Linked DNA regions of Mus musculus: region 2 is linked to region 1. The links are chromatin contacts, called in public Hi-C maps. All regions are on one chromosome and are shown on one strand. Each heading gives the region's core, a stretch centred on a gene start, on an enhancer-like site or on the middle of the called end of the contact. The rest is flanking DNA. Distances are from core to core; before and after follow the strand shown.

Evidence for each region. A called contact is a pair of places that touch in the nucleus more often than the background predicts.
Region 2: a Hi-C map of neural progenitor cells shows a contact between it and region 1, with 4 times the contacts expected there. The contact joins two enhancer-like sites. A contact is called at or near these places in 2 of 39 promoter capture datasets (the 3T3-L1 cell line and hippocampal neurons), 1 of 15 datasets of contacts at CTCF or cohesin (pro-B cells), 42 of 484 Hi-C or Micro-C datasets (the 3T3-L1 cell line, 3T3-L1-derived adipocytes, the AML12 cell line and 26 more) and 4 of 115 datasets of contacts at active chromatin or transcription factors (astrocytes, large pre-B cells, memory CD8 T cells and 1 more).

The regions. Positions count from the first base shown.
Region 1 is chr8:81,809,616-81,815,810 of GRCm38.p6, forward strand. The region is part of intron 7 of Inpp4b (inositol polyphosphate-4-phosphatase, type II); the gene reads left to right. Among named protein-coding and RNA genes, the nearest start is that of Gm25267, 340 kb to the right of the region's middle. Within about 2 kb of position 2,561, at least 48 of the 459 cell types and tissues checked have an H3K27ac peak or open chromatin away from gene starts, as enhancers often do. A contact at or near this core is called in neural progenitor cells, pro-B cells, stem cell-derived neural progenitor cells and 2 more, where this site is marked.
Region 2 is chr8:82,025,419-82,031,457 of GRCm38.p6, forward strand. All of the region lies in intron 17 of Inpp4b (inositol polyphosphate-4-phosphatase, type II), which reads left to right. Among named protein-coding and RNA genes, the nearest start is that of Gm25267, 120 kb to the right of the region's middle. Within about 2 kb of position 2,138, at least 35 of the 459 cell types and tissues checked have an H3K27ac peak or open chromatin away from gene starts, as enhancers often do. A contact at or near this core is called in neural progenitor cells, pro-B cells, stem cell-derived neural progenitor cells and 2 more, where this site is marked.

The sequences.
Region 1 (6,195 bases), core at 1,311-3,810:
GAGTGCATATCATGTGTGTTCTTTTGTGATTGGGTTACCTCACTTTAGATGATATCCTCCAGATCCATCTATTTGTGTTAATATTTCATAAGTCCATTGTTTTTAATAGCTGAGTAGTACTCCATTGTGTAAATGTACTACATTTTCTGTATCTATTCCTCTGTTGAGGGGCATCTGGGTTCTTTCCAGCTTCTGGCTATTATAAATAAGGCTGCTATGAACATAGTGGAGCATGTGTCCTTATTACAAGTTGGAACATCTTCTGGGTATATGCTCAGGAGATGTATTGCTGGATCTTCAGGTAACACTATGTCCAGCTTTCTGAGGAACCACCAGACTGATTTCCAGAGTGGTTGTACCAGCTTGCAATCACCAACAGCGGAGGACTGTTCCTCTTTCTCCACATCCTGGTCAACATCTGGTGTCATCTGAGCTTTTGATCTTAGCTATTCTGACTGGTGTGAGATGGAATCTCAGGGTTGTTTTGATTTGCATTTCCCTGATGATTAAGGATGTTGAACTTTTTTTTTTTTTAGGTAATTCTCACCTATTCGATATTCCTCAATTGAGAATTCTTTGTTTAGCTTTGTATCCCATTTTTTAATAAGGTTGTATGCTTCCGTTCTTACTGGATACTTCCATGTCTGTCTCCATTCTTACTGGTCACTTCCATGCTCTCTGTTCATGCATAGGAGTGCCTGGCAAAGCAGGGATGGGAGAGAAGACATTTTACCATGTTTATGCTTTTTGAGTTTTAAAGGCAACAAGAAGCACACATTTTGGTTAGGACCTGTTTCAACAAGATCCCTTTCTGTGAGGCATTGCTGCTCTAATGGGTATACATCTCAACCTATTGTCAGGAGTGATTGCAACTAGAGAGTCTTGATATGAAAATTAACTTAGAGTTTGCATAATACAGAAGATCTGCTCTAAATATCCATGTTTCCCAGGGTATCTCCCATATTCTTTTTAAAGGTTTGACTGTCAGGGTAGTTTTTAAAGTACTTTGCATATTTTATAGGTGCAAAGAATTTCTGCAGGAACATTACTGGCATTGAAGCTTGAATTCTGAGTTCAAGTCCCAGGGTTTCTTCCATTCTACCAAAAGGTTAAGCAAATGTTAGGTATGTGAAGTAAAGACAGTGGCAACTACTCTAACTCTCTAGGAGAGTTATCACAGTCCTCCTGCCCAGGGAGAAGGCAACCACACTACCTATCTGAATACAGTATTTAAAGGAATCATTTATTATGCCAGAAGCTCCTGTGGCTCTAGAAAATGTCAAATGAGCCCTTTAAATTGACATTGAGGTCCCAGGCAACAGAAGGGAGACAACAGGAAACACTACCAACACTTGGACTTTGGAAGGAAATGACCAGTGGAGTTGGCTTTAACTGATATCCAATGAGTGTTGGCAGTAACCCTGGCTGAGGCCTGAGAGCAAAGACTTCACATAGGGAGCAGGAAAGGCTGGCCCAGGGGTGGCCCTAGCAGGTTTGGAATAGTGCTGCAGCGCTGGAAATACTGCCAGGTGGTCTCAGCGCCACTGCAGGGAGGACAGGCAGAAGGGTGATCAGTGAGAGAGAGAGACAGCATCTTTCAGTGTTTACAGACGTTCCCTATTAAGAAAGCCTAAAGAAGAAACAGTTGTGACAGTGGAAACATAATCTGGGGAGTCTCAGGCCCTTCTTTCCATTCTGGACTTGGAGCTTAGATTGAGAAGATTGGTAAAATGCTTTGCAACAAGAAATGCAAATTTAATCTTGAGAGTAAAACCATAATTTTGTAAGCATTAACATTCTAGCTCTCTTAAATCTTGAAAAAATAACAGTGGAATAGGTATTCTTAAATGACTTCAATGTTGTCAGAAAGGTTCCCAATAGTACTTAACCAGTGTTTACATCACATGAGGTCTACTCATGGTTGAGGCTCAATGGCTTGTGAGTAATATGCTTATTTTGCTATTATAAAGTAGTGATAAATACATTAATGAGGGTGTAACAGTTATGGAAAATATTTTATAATACCAGATTGATAGAGTGATTTCTATATTCCTTTTTACTCCCATGCATTTTCTTCAAAGACATTGTAAGAAATTATTGAATATTTTCAGAAACTATTAATGATATAAAGAAGCCTGTGCTTCACATGTTTTAGAGAACTGGTCTTTTGTCTCTGTAAGAGATAAGAACCAATCCCTGTGACTGCTAGTCTAAATCTTGCTGTCTTTCTAAGTAGTTTGATGATAGTCCTTTGACTCAGCTAAAGATCTGCAGGATCGTGTGGTGCTAAATTGCTATGAAAAAGTAGATCTGGATTCCTAGCAACCTTGCTTACAGGGAGAGAGAAAGAGAGGAGGGAAGGTGGATGGAGGGAGGGAGGGAGGGAAGGAGGGAGGGTGGAGGGAGGGAAACTGTGAAAATAACATCCCTTTTTACAATAGATTTCTTTTTCCTTTGATTTGGGAAATGGTCCTGCAATGTTCCTTTCATCTTCTGTGCTGGTCATTCTTGTTGTCTGGGATTACCTCCACTAAGAGGCCTGTCTTCTGTGATGTCGGAGTTTCTATTGAAATAAAGATATGTAGCTGATAATTGACTGGGAGTTAATTTATTTAAACACAGATTGTAAACAAGTGGCTATCGCCATGACGATCTTGGCTACTAGACAGAGTATGCAGCTAAGCTAATAAACAGACAAATGTAGCAGGAGTCTGGCAGGGAAACAACAAATCTTTCTTGCTGAAGGGAAGAAGTTGTAAAAAAAAATTGAAAAAATAAAATAAAAAACCCTGGAAAACTCACAGCTGCTCCACTCCTGATGCTGGCAAGGCTGAGAGCTAAATACCAGCTTCTTCAGCAACCCTTCAGTTTGCAGCATCCCCAGGCTGTGAATGTTTTTTAGCCCCTTTGAGCACCAACAGAGTAGCTTTGCCTGGGAGGAGGCAGTGAAGAGAACTCTGGGGGCTCAGGGGACAATATGGCTTTACTCTGGTGACCTGCTGTGGCCTTACAGGGAACTGCTCTTTTGTGGATTCCTTACTAGAGATATTTTAGGCATAGCTGTCCTGAGTCAGGCCACTTCTGGTCTGCAGGCAGGAAGTATTACTGCTTGAATTAGCCCATCATCAAACTCCTGTTTAGAAAGATGAAGTTAGTTCTTATATTCTAGATTGACACTTGTGAATTATTTGAACAGGGCCCTGGCTCATTGGGGAAAAAAAAATGTGTCTCTTATGCCTAACATTCTGGGTTAACCCCAGTATTGCAAAGGAAAGTAAGAAAGAGATAGATATTCAAAAGGCCTTCCATCTACTGATTCCATGCTTCTCCTCCATCATTCTCTGCTGGTGATGGATGCAAACCTGATTTTAACTCCTAATTGATTACTAATCTGATTTATCCTGTAAAGGAAAATATTTCAGAAATACCTTTTTTTTGATCAAACCTTATCTTGGCACATCTGTATGCTAATGCCTTGAGTTCTTTAAGTAGGTGAATATTGCCACGTTATTTTCACCTTCAGTCAAAACAATTAATAGAAAATAATTGACTTATGATTGATGAATGTACAGACTTTCTGGTATCCCCTCGGGAAACAGGGGTAGGGTGGGTCTCAACCCTCTGCTGTATCATAAGCTAAGACTTCAGGATGGAAGACTATTATTCCCAAGATGGACCTAAGAGTATCTTTGCTTTCCATGGTCTTTTACAGTCACATAATTGTGCCTGTTGCTTCATAATTAAAGGACAGCATTTGGAGTTATGGTGTTTCTCATGTCCTGTTAACCTTCTCAGAATCACAGGTCTCTGTACCCTCCATGTCAAATTAAGGGATGAAATTTCAGACTTCTTCCTGGGTTCATTTGCCCAAGAGTGAGTCCAAGTTCGAATTTTCCATTTCTCCCTATGCTTTCCATCTGTCTGTAGTTTGTAGCTGGCCTTTCTGTAACCTGTCTGTGTTTGCTCTGAGTGAGTCTCTTAACAAAAACTTTGTTCTCCGGTTATTGGACGGCAGAGAGACTACCACATGGGAGAGGAATGATGCTTTACAGAAATCTTTAACAGTTGCTTTTTAAACAAGGGATTAAGTTATTTACTTCAACTGACCCCAAAGAACTCACTACTGCAAACATTGTGTTATCAAGCATCTTCCATATGCTTTCCCCAATATTTATGGTAGATATTTGTTGGATAAGGTCAATTTCACTCTGTCTGCTGTTTTCAGCAAACTATTACCATAACACTCACACATATCCATATGCATTGCTCTCTGGGTCAGGGACATAGATGAATACACAATTTAAAATTAAAATTAGTCATTAGCTTAGGTGGTAGAGCTGATTACACAGAGGAATCCAGGCAGGTAAGGCTGGTGGTTCCCAGGGTCTCTTAATGGCAGGTTAAACAAACAACTGAGAACCCAATGGGATAGCAGTCTTAAATCGTAAGTGAACTCATAGTGTAGTATTAACTCTGGCTGTGAGGTCTAGAAAAAAGTGTCAGTCTCTTAGAACACAAGAGATTTAAAAAAAATATAACACCTCACAGTCGTCTCCTCTTTCATTTCGCTAAAGGTACTGATAAATTATTGTGACATATAAAGAGGATAGTGAACCTCAAACTAGGACTTGGAACCCTGCTTCTCTGTGTTTTCTGGGAGATACTCCCATTTTTATTAACCACCCTTGTTTAAGTATAGCTAAATCAAGGTGAAAGTATTCATCAGTTTCAATCTTCCCCAGTGTCATAGTGCTTTGTATTTCCATTGCAGTTGTCTATGTTCATGATACCAGAAAATTGTTGTAGTGCTTCATTCAGAATGTATTTATTTGGATAGTTCTATTAATGGATCATTTAAATAAATTTTATTGAAATTTACTAACTTTCGTCTTAAGTTTCTCAAATTGACAATTGAGTGACAATAGCAGCATCTATCTTAGTGCATATAAAAATAAAAAGGTTAATTTTATTGGACACTTCCCTACCCCGGAAGATGTGCAAGTAAGTATTTAATTTACTTTCTCCAATCTTTATTGTGTGTGTCAGACAGCTTTCAGCCCTGCCTGGTTTCCCTTGTATCTGCAGACGAAAGACACACACATTAGCTTATTTTTGATGTGCTTTAGCTCAATGGCCGGGTTTGCTAAGCCTTCCTTGGCTATTGTGCTCTTCTTTACATTCTCAGCTCAACACCTCCAAATCTGCCCTCAACTTTGGTTGCTAAGTTACTTTTAGTCCTAGCTCAGTACCCTAAATCTGCCCTCAGCTCATTGCTCTCTAATTTCCTGCCTGCTACCCCAGGCCCAGTCACAGAAGCAGCAGAGGGCCATTCCACTTGAGATCTCACGTGGCTAGTGGCTCTTTCTCCTTCCTTTGCATCTGCTAGCCTGCCAGTGGGAAAACTGGAAGTCCGACCTATGCTGCCCAGCTCCTTGGCTGCTAGCATTTTTAATGATGGATCAAGAACCAATTGGGGAACAGGATCTTCAGTGTTCCCAAGCAGATACCAGATCAAAGAAAGCATCAAAACAACCCTGTACAAAGGAGACCTGAGACTTCTCAGAAGGCTACATGCTGACAGGTGATAGTACCTCTCATAGAGGAAAACTAAGGACCAGGGTTTTTCTCAGAGCACTGGCCAAATAAGGTTAATCAAGTGTTTTGAATATATGTAGTATTTTCTTCTGAAAACTGAAATCACGTGTGTTCTCATTTTTTTACAACTCTCATATTTACACAGCAGAAAGTTGAAGAATTCCCATTCCAGAAGACAGGAACAAGGTAGATATTCAATATGTACTTGTGAATATTAATTAAATTTGAAAGTTAAGTAACATACACTTTTATATAGCTCCCACTTAACTTGTTCCCTTTTTCCAAAGAAAACCATTATTTACCATAGAAGTTTGTAATAGAGTGGCATTTATGATGGAATCAGATGAAGGGAAATGTCATTAGTCAACCTATTTTTATCATATTAAAGATTAATTGGTTAGCAAGGCACTTTCAGACTACACATTACTTTAAAGACAGGTTGTTTTAATATTTCTACAAGGGAGGACTGGGCTTCATGTTCACAAAGTGAAATAGAAAATTAAAGCAATTGCAGATTTCCAAGCAAGCCTGGCATCTAATGAAATCCAGATGAGCTGTGAAATTGAACCTGGTCAATGGGAGAATAAATGGCTCCAGGTG
Region 2 (6,039 bases), core at 888-3,387, 220 kb after region 1:
TGCAAGGTTCCTATTGGCTAACATCCATTATCGCTGCTATCTTAGTTACTTTTCTTGTTCCTTTGGAGAAAAAAAAATACCTGGTAAAACAAGTTAAAGGAAGAGAAATGTACTTTGGATCACAGTTTTATCAATTGCAGCCCTGGATGATGACCCAGGCATGCTGAAGCTGAGTGGCCCATGTAATGGCAGCCGCGAAGCAGAGAGAAGCCCACTCATTCCAGTAGGTTTTTGCCTTTTTCCTCTTAGTCTGTCTGACACCTGTCTGTTCTGATTGAGCTCATGCTAGAGGCTATCCTTCTGTCAGGAAAGTTTGGAGAGGCTCCAGGTATTTGATTTAATAACCTTAGGCCCATCTATTCTTCTACATTGAATTTCAACATTAGCAAGCATAGATAAACACCTCAGTGGTATGGTGAATTCCAGGCCAATCAGACAGTTGGGTTTCAATCCCTGAAACTCACATCCAGGAGGGAGCACAACACAGAGATGTTTTCTGGACTCCAGGAATGTGTCCTGGCATGCAGATGCCCTCACCATGCAGCATAGTAATGACATTTCTAGAAAATAGATCAGTATAATGAGCAGCATTTATTGCATCAAATGCCTACATCTCAGCTTATCTGAGTCATCTAGGTTAGGAGCAGTGTGGTACAAATATCGTTACACTCATCAAAACACAAGATAGGATCATTGTGACCTCATGAAATCACATCTCTCATGGTGGCTGTGTGAAAGCAAAGGAGTAGCTCTGTGGCTTGGATCTGAATCTCTGCTATTTGTTAAAGGCTTGATCCTTTGTGCACCACTCCTGGGAGGTGATGGAGTCTCCAGGAGATCAGACCCCATGAGAAGTATTTAAGTTATTAGGGATTTGGCCCCTAGGGTGTTTGGAGAACCACTCTCTCCATTTCCCTCTTTAGCCGTCTAGCTATGGAATGAGCAATGTACTTCACCCATACTCTCTGTCATTGTCACAAGGAAGCCCACCATAGAGTAATGGATTTAGTCAGCCTGGGACTAGATATTTCAAAGCTTTTAGGCAACATAGATAGAACTTTGCTCTTTTCTAGGTCATTGTATTTTGACTAATACAGTCGGTAATGTAAGGAAGCCAAATCAGTATTTATTAGGGTAAGATAAATGCAAATTGAGTTTTCAATTCCTGGACCACAGTTAGGAAATGAATCATAAAGGCAAGAACAGGAAGAGAACACCCTCAGCCTGCAGAAATAACTATGAAGCAGCCAGACCCCAGCACACGCTCCTTTTCCTCAATTGCCTATCGCTGTCAGGATTTAACCTGCTTTTTCTATTTTCCCCTTAGGATATGTCTAGATTAGAGGCCTCAAGAGGGCCGGTGTCTAGGCTTATGATTAACATTGGCCACATGTATTGACTCACACAAAGAAACTCGCTGTACCTTGTGCTGAGGCATGCTCCCCAGTAATTTACCCTTCCATGCTCATATTGATGACTAGAATACTGTTCACGTGTGCACACCGAAAAGTTGAATTTTCAACACATGCTCACACAGAGGGGCTCAGAAAGAGCTGTAACTTTGCTGTCATAGCATGTGGGTTTTTGAAAGGGACATTCTAAGAGTATAGATCCCCATCCCCATCTCCTGTCCTTAACACTCAACCATGAAGGTGTTTTCATTTTGGTATTAAGTGAGATTTGTGTGTAATATAAAACACATGTTGGATACAGATTGGTTTGTGTTTACCTCAAACCATTGGGCATTTTGTCAGCTTCCTTTGGAGCTACTTCAGCTGTTCCTCTTCATAGAAATTCATGAGAAAATGAACAGAGCTGAGACATCTCTCAGCTCTTTGTAGGGCATTTAGTGGCTATTCGATCTTTTTAGCTTTTCTTCCCCCCCCCATATCTGAAAAGTTGTGATCCCAAAATTAAGACTGTCTACATGCTTTTGTGGAGTTAATTATTTTAAATGAGGAGAGAAAAATCAAATACCTGAGAAGAAAATGGCTCAGCAATTGGCAGGACAGCATTACACCACGCTACAGTTGGTTGCTACATGGCCCTTTTATTTTTCTCCCGAGTAACATAAGAGCCATTGAGCTCAGAGGACACGGACATCCTGTACAGGAAATAGATGGTGTGTGGAGGGGAGGGAGGGCACCCAGCAGTCATCCTTTGAATCCTTTAGCTAGTTTCACTTGAATACATTAGAGAAGGCTGTAAAAGGCTGGGAAGCAGAGATCTGCCTGGATGGCTTCCAGGTTCCATCAGAGCTCAGGAAAAGCTCAGCTAAGCCACATGCATTTTATGTTTTCCTGAGGAAAAATTCTGCTTGTTGGTCTCAGGGTTAAGGAGTCTCAGCAAGTTTTTATGAAGATACTAAAACATTCTCTTCATTTTTTCATCTGCTGCTGAAGGAAGCCCATGAGAGAACTACAATTCAGGGACTGCCAAGGTGATGAGCTATGAGGTACTGATGTGGTGGCAAACCATGATGCAAGCACAGGTGCTCTGCTTCCTAGGCACATCTTACCAATGTGTTTTCCCACGTATACACATGATCATACATGTGTGGTCATACACATGTGTAAAGTGGAAAAAAAACTAAACTCAGGAAAGTACATGTGAGTGCATGCATAGATTTTTACTTTGACCACAATGTAAAAAGAGATGGTTTTGTGTGAAGCACAAAACAGCCACCATGCAAATGGGGGACTATGGAAGGACATGACAGCAATGTGAGAAGAGTGAGCTCTTTTCCCCCAACCAATCATCAGCTTTAATAAGAAAATGGAAGCATAGTTTGCTCCTTGTAAGAACGCCATGAAATGTTCATTGTAGTAGGAAGACCATTTACGATCTGAACTCTGCCTCTCTCTGGCCCTCCATAGCCTAATGTGCTCACGTCAGAACTTGGGATTTGCAGAGTGCACTGGGTGTTAACATGGGAAAGAAACATGTAGTCATTGCAGTTGGCTGGGGCAGTTCCTTTAACTACTGGCAGAGCTGATAGTTTCTCTTTATAAAAGATACATATCTGTTACCTTCCTTGATGCCTTGTGTGTCTCCATAGAAAGCATACTGTCTTCCTCAAGTCATCTTACCATGCTCAAACACTTCCAACTCTTCAATTATAACGGTCTTCTAAATTCTCATTTTTCTTAAATTATAATCAAAAGTATATAATCACTATTTTTTTATAGAATGTGTGGTATTAAATGGAGATGCTGGAATGTTGCTAGTGAGTGAAATGCCTCCTGTTTCTCTTCAGTTTAGAGTACCTTTGTATTTCTATCCCTATTCTAGTAAAACTAGAAATGGTCTCTATCTTTCTCTCTTTTGTTTCCACCTCTGTCCCTCTCTCTTCTACTTTCCTCTATCCCACACTCTCTCATTCTGAAATTTATAAGTGGCCTGTGAAGCTTCCACTTTCAAAAACCTTTAAGAAAAGCAAACAGCTGTATTTCGCTTGAATTGACAAGCTCATTCAAGGACAAAAACCTATACACTTAAGTTAGCTTTTTGTTTTCAAAGTAGAAAGAGCACATCACACCCCTGAGCAAGCTACTACCCCTTTGGCATGGGAGAGTGTGATTCAAGATGCTTAAGCAGTAGATACATGTTCTTTGAGAACTATGCAAATGTAACAAGGAAAATGTTTTATTCATTCTTGAATTAAATGACTGACAACGTAGTTCTACTTCAGCCTGATAAAGCAGCTCCACCTACTGCACAAAAGCTGTATTTCCTGCCTGATAATTCCACAGTGGGACCTCAAACCTACAGAACCAATCACAGGACAGAACATGGTTGTAGTTAACTTTCAACATTGAACTATGAGTAAACTTATCAGAACTGTCTTTTCCTAGTGTTTTAATATGTAAGGGTGTGTGATATCAACACACACACACACACACACACACACACACACACATGCAAATACTTTTTCACATTGAGGATAACAGGTACAGAATGAGAGAGGATGGGGTATACAAATAAGTATGGAAGATATATGGTAACACAGAGCATTGTTTGTTGGCACCTGAAATGTTATTTATTCAAAAATAAGTCATCTTTCCCATTTTCTTATGTAATCAATGGTATAAGAATCATGTCAGTTGAATCACTGTTCATATTTAAGCCTGAAGCATAAGCAGACTCTTTGTCAAATGAAACCAGCTGTAATAAGCTTTCCTTGAATTTCTCCTTTTCTAGTGTTTTCTTTTCCCCCAATACTAACACTTAAGTCTACAATATCTCTTGGAAAGATGAAACATAATGTATTGTTTACATTGTAGCATTTCTCTCTTTATGAAGCTTGAGGTCATTCATTTTCCTATCAACCATTTGAATTAGGTCATTTAGTTTATATTATCACAACAGAAAATAAATAATAGTGAATGCAGCACAGCCCTCATGTGATTTGTTTTTTTATCATTCTTTACTGTTCTTTTAAGGTCTTAACTGATAACTGACGTTGTTGTTCTGAGAATATGATGTTATCACAAACCTACTTGTTAATTACTTTTTAAAAAAATCTTCCATCATTTATGTTGTATTTGTCAATCCACCTTTAATTTATTTAGATTGTAATAGACTGTCACAAAACCCCAAATCTGTATTTAATATTTCTCAACTCTTCGTTCTCTAAGTAAATTAAAATACGGTATAATTTGTTCATAAATCATAGGTCAAATTCATAATTATATAGTTGATAAATGTTAGAAATCTAGACATGTAAGTACCCTAACTGGTTTTGATTTTTCCTATTATTAAAAATAGATTTTTTTCTATAGATATATCCTGATTACAGTTTTCCCTTCCTCTACTCCTCCTAGATCCTTCCCACCTGCCTGACCATTTGCATCCACCCCCTTCCTGTCTCTCATTAGAAAAGAACAGACTTCTAAGAAATGATAACAAACCATAACAAATTAAATATAATAAAACCACAACAACCATCACATTGAAGTTGGGCAAGACAAACCAAAGGAGGAAAAGAGACCAGAGAGAAGGCACAAGAATGAGAGACCTACCCACTCACACACTCAGGAGTCTGATAAAAATAATACGAAAAAGAAAGCTAGAATAAATATGCAGAGGACATGGTGCAGACATTTTGACTGTGAAACTAGACCACTAATCAAGGAGTGTAACTGGAGGGATCCATGACTATATATATATATATATATATGTATATATATATATATATATAGAGAGAGAGAGAGAGAGAGAGAGAAGAGAGCAAAGGATGGCCCTGTCTAACATCAATGGGAGGGGAGGTCCTTGTTCCTGTGGAGGTTTGATGTCCCAGTGTAGGTGGATGCTGAAGTGGTGCAGTAGGAGTGGGAGGAGCACCCTTATAGAGGCAAAGGGAGGGGGAGAGAGTGGATGTGGGATGTGGGAGCTGGGGGAAGTGTAACCAGGACGTGGGATATGATTTGAGATGTAAACGAATAGAATGATAAATTGAGAGAGAAAGAGAGAGAGAGAGAGAGAGAGAGAGAGAGAGAGAGAGAGGGAGAGAGAGGGAGAGAGAGAGAGAGAGAGGTAGAGAGAGAGAGAGAGAGAGAGATTAGTGCTAGAGAGATAGCTCCCTGAGTAATGTATGTGATTTGCAAAGGCCTGATTTGGATCCAGTCCTGTCACTCCTTCTTCATTAAGTAAAATGTATAAAACAAAATCCAACCAATCAGTATCCAAGAAAAAGGCCAAGCATGATGAAGTACCCTCCTAGTTTTAACAATGGACAGCAGAGAGAAAGGACAGAGCCCAAAGCTCATTGGCCAGAGGCTTTAGCCAGTGGGTGAGTTTCAGGTTCAGTTTGAGACTATCTCAAATTAAAAGATAGGAACAATGGAGGAAAATGCAAGTGTGTCTCTACACAGGGACAGAGGCACCCATACCTGTACACCTAGTTGCACACGTGTACATACACATACACACACACACACACACACACACACACACCATTCTCTAAAATCCCTATTTGGAACTCTAATAATGTCAAAAGTTTGACTTTTTCATATATGCCTGAATTTTACAAAAACATAT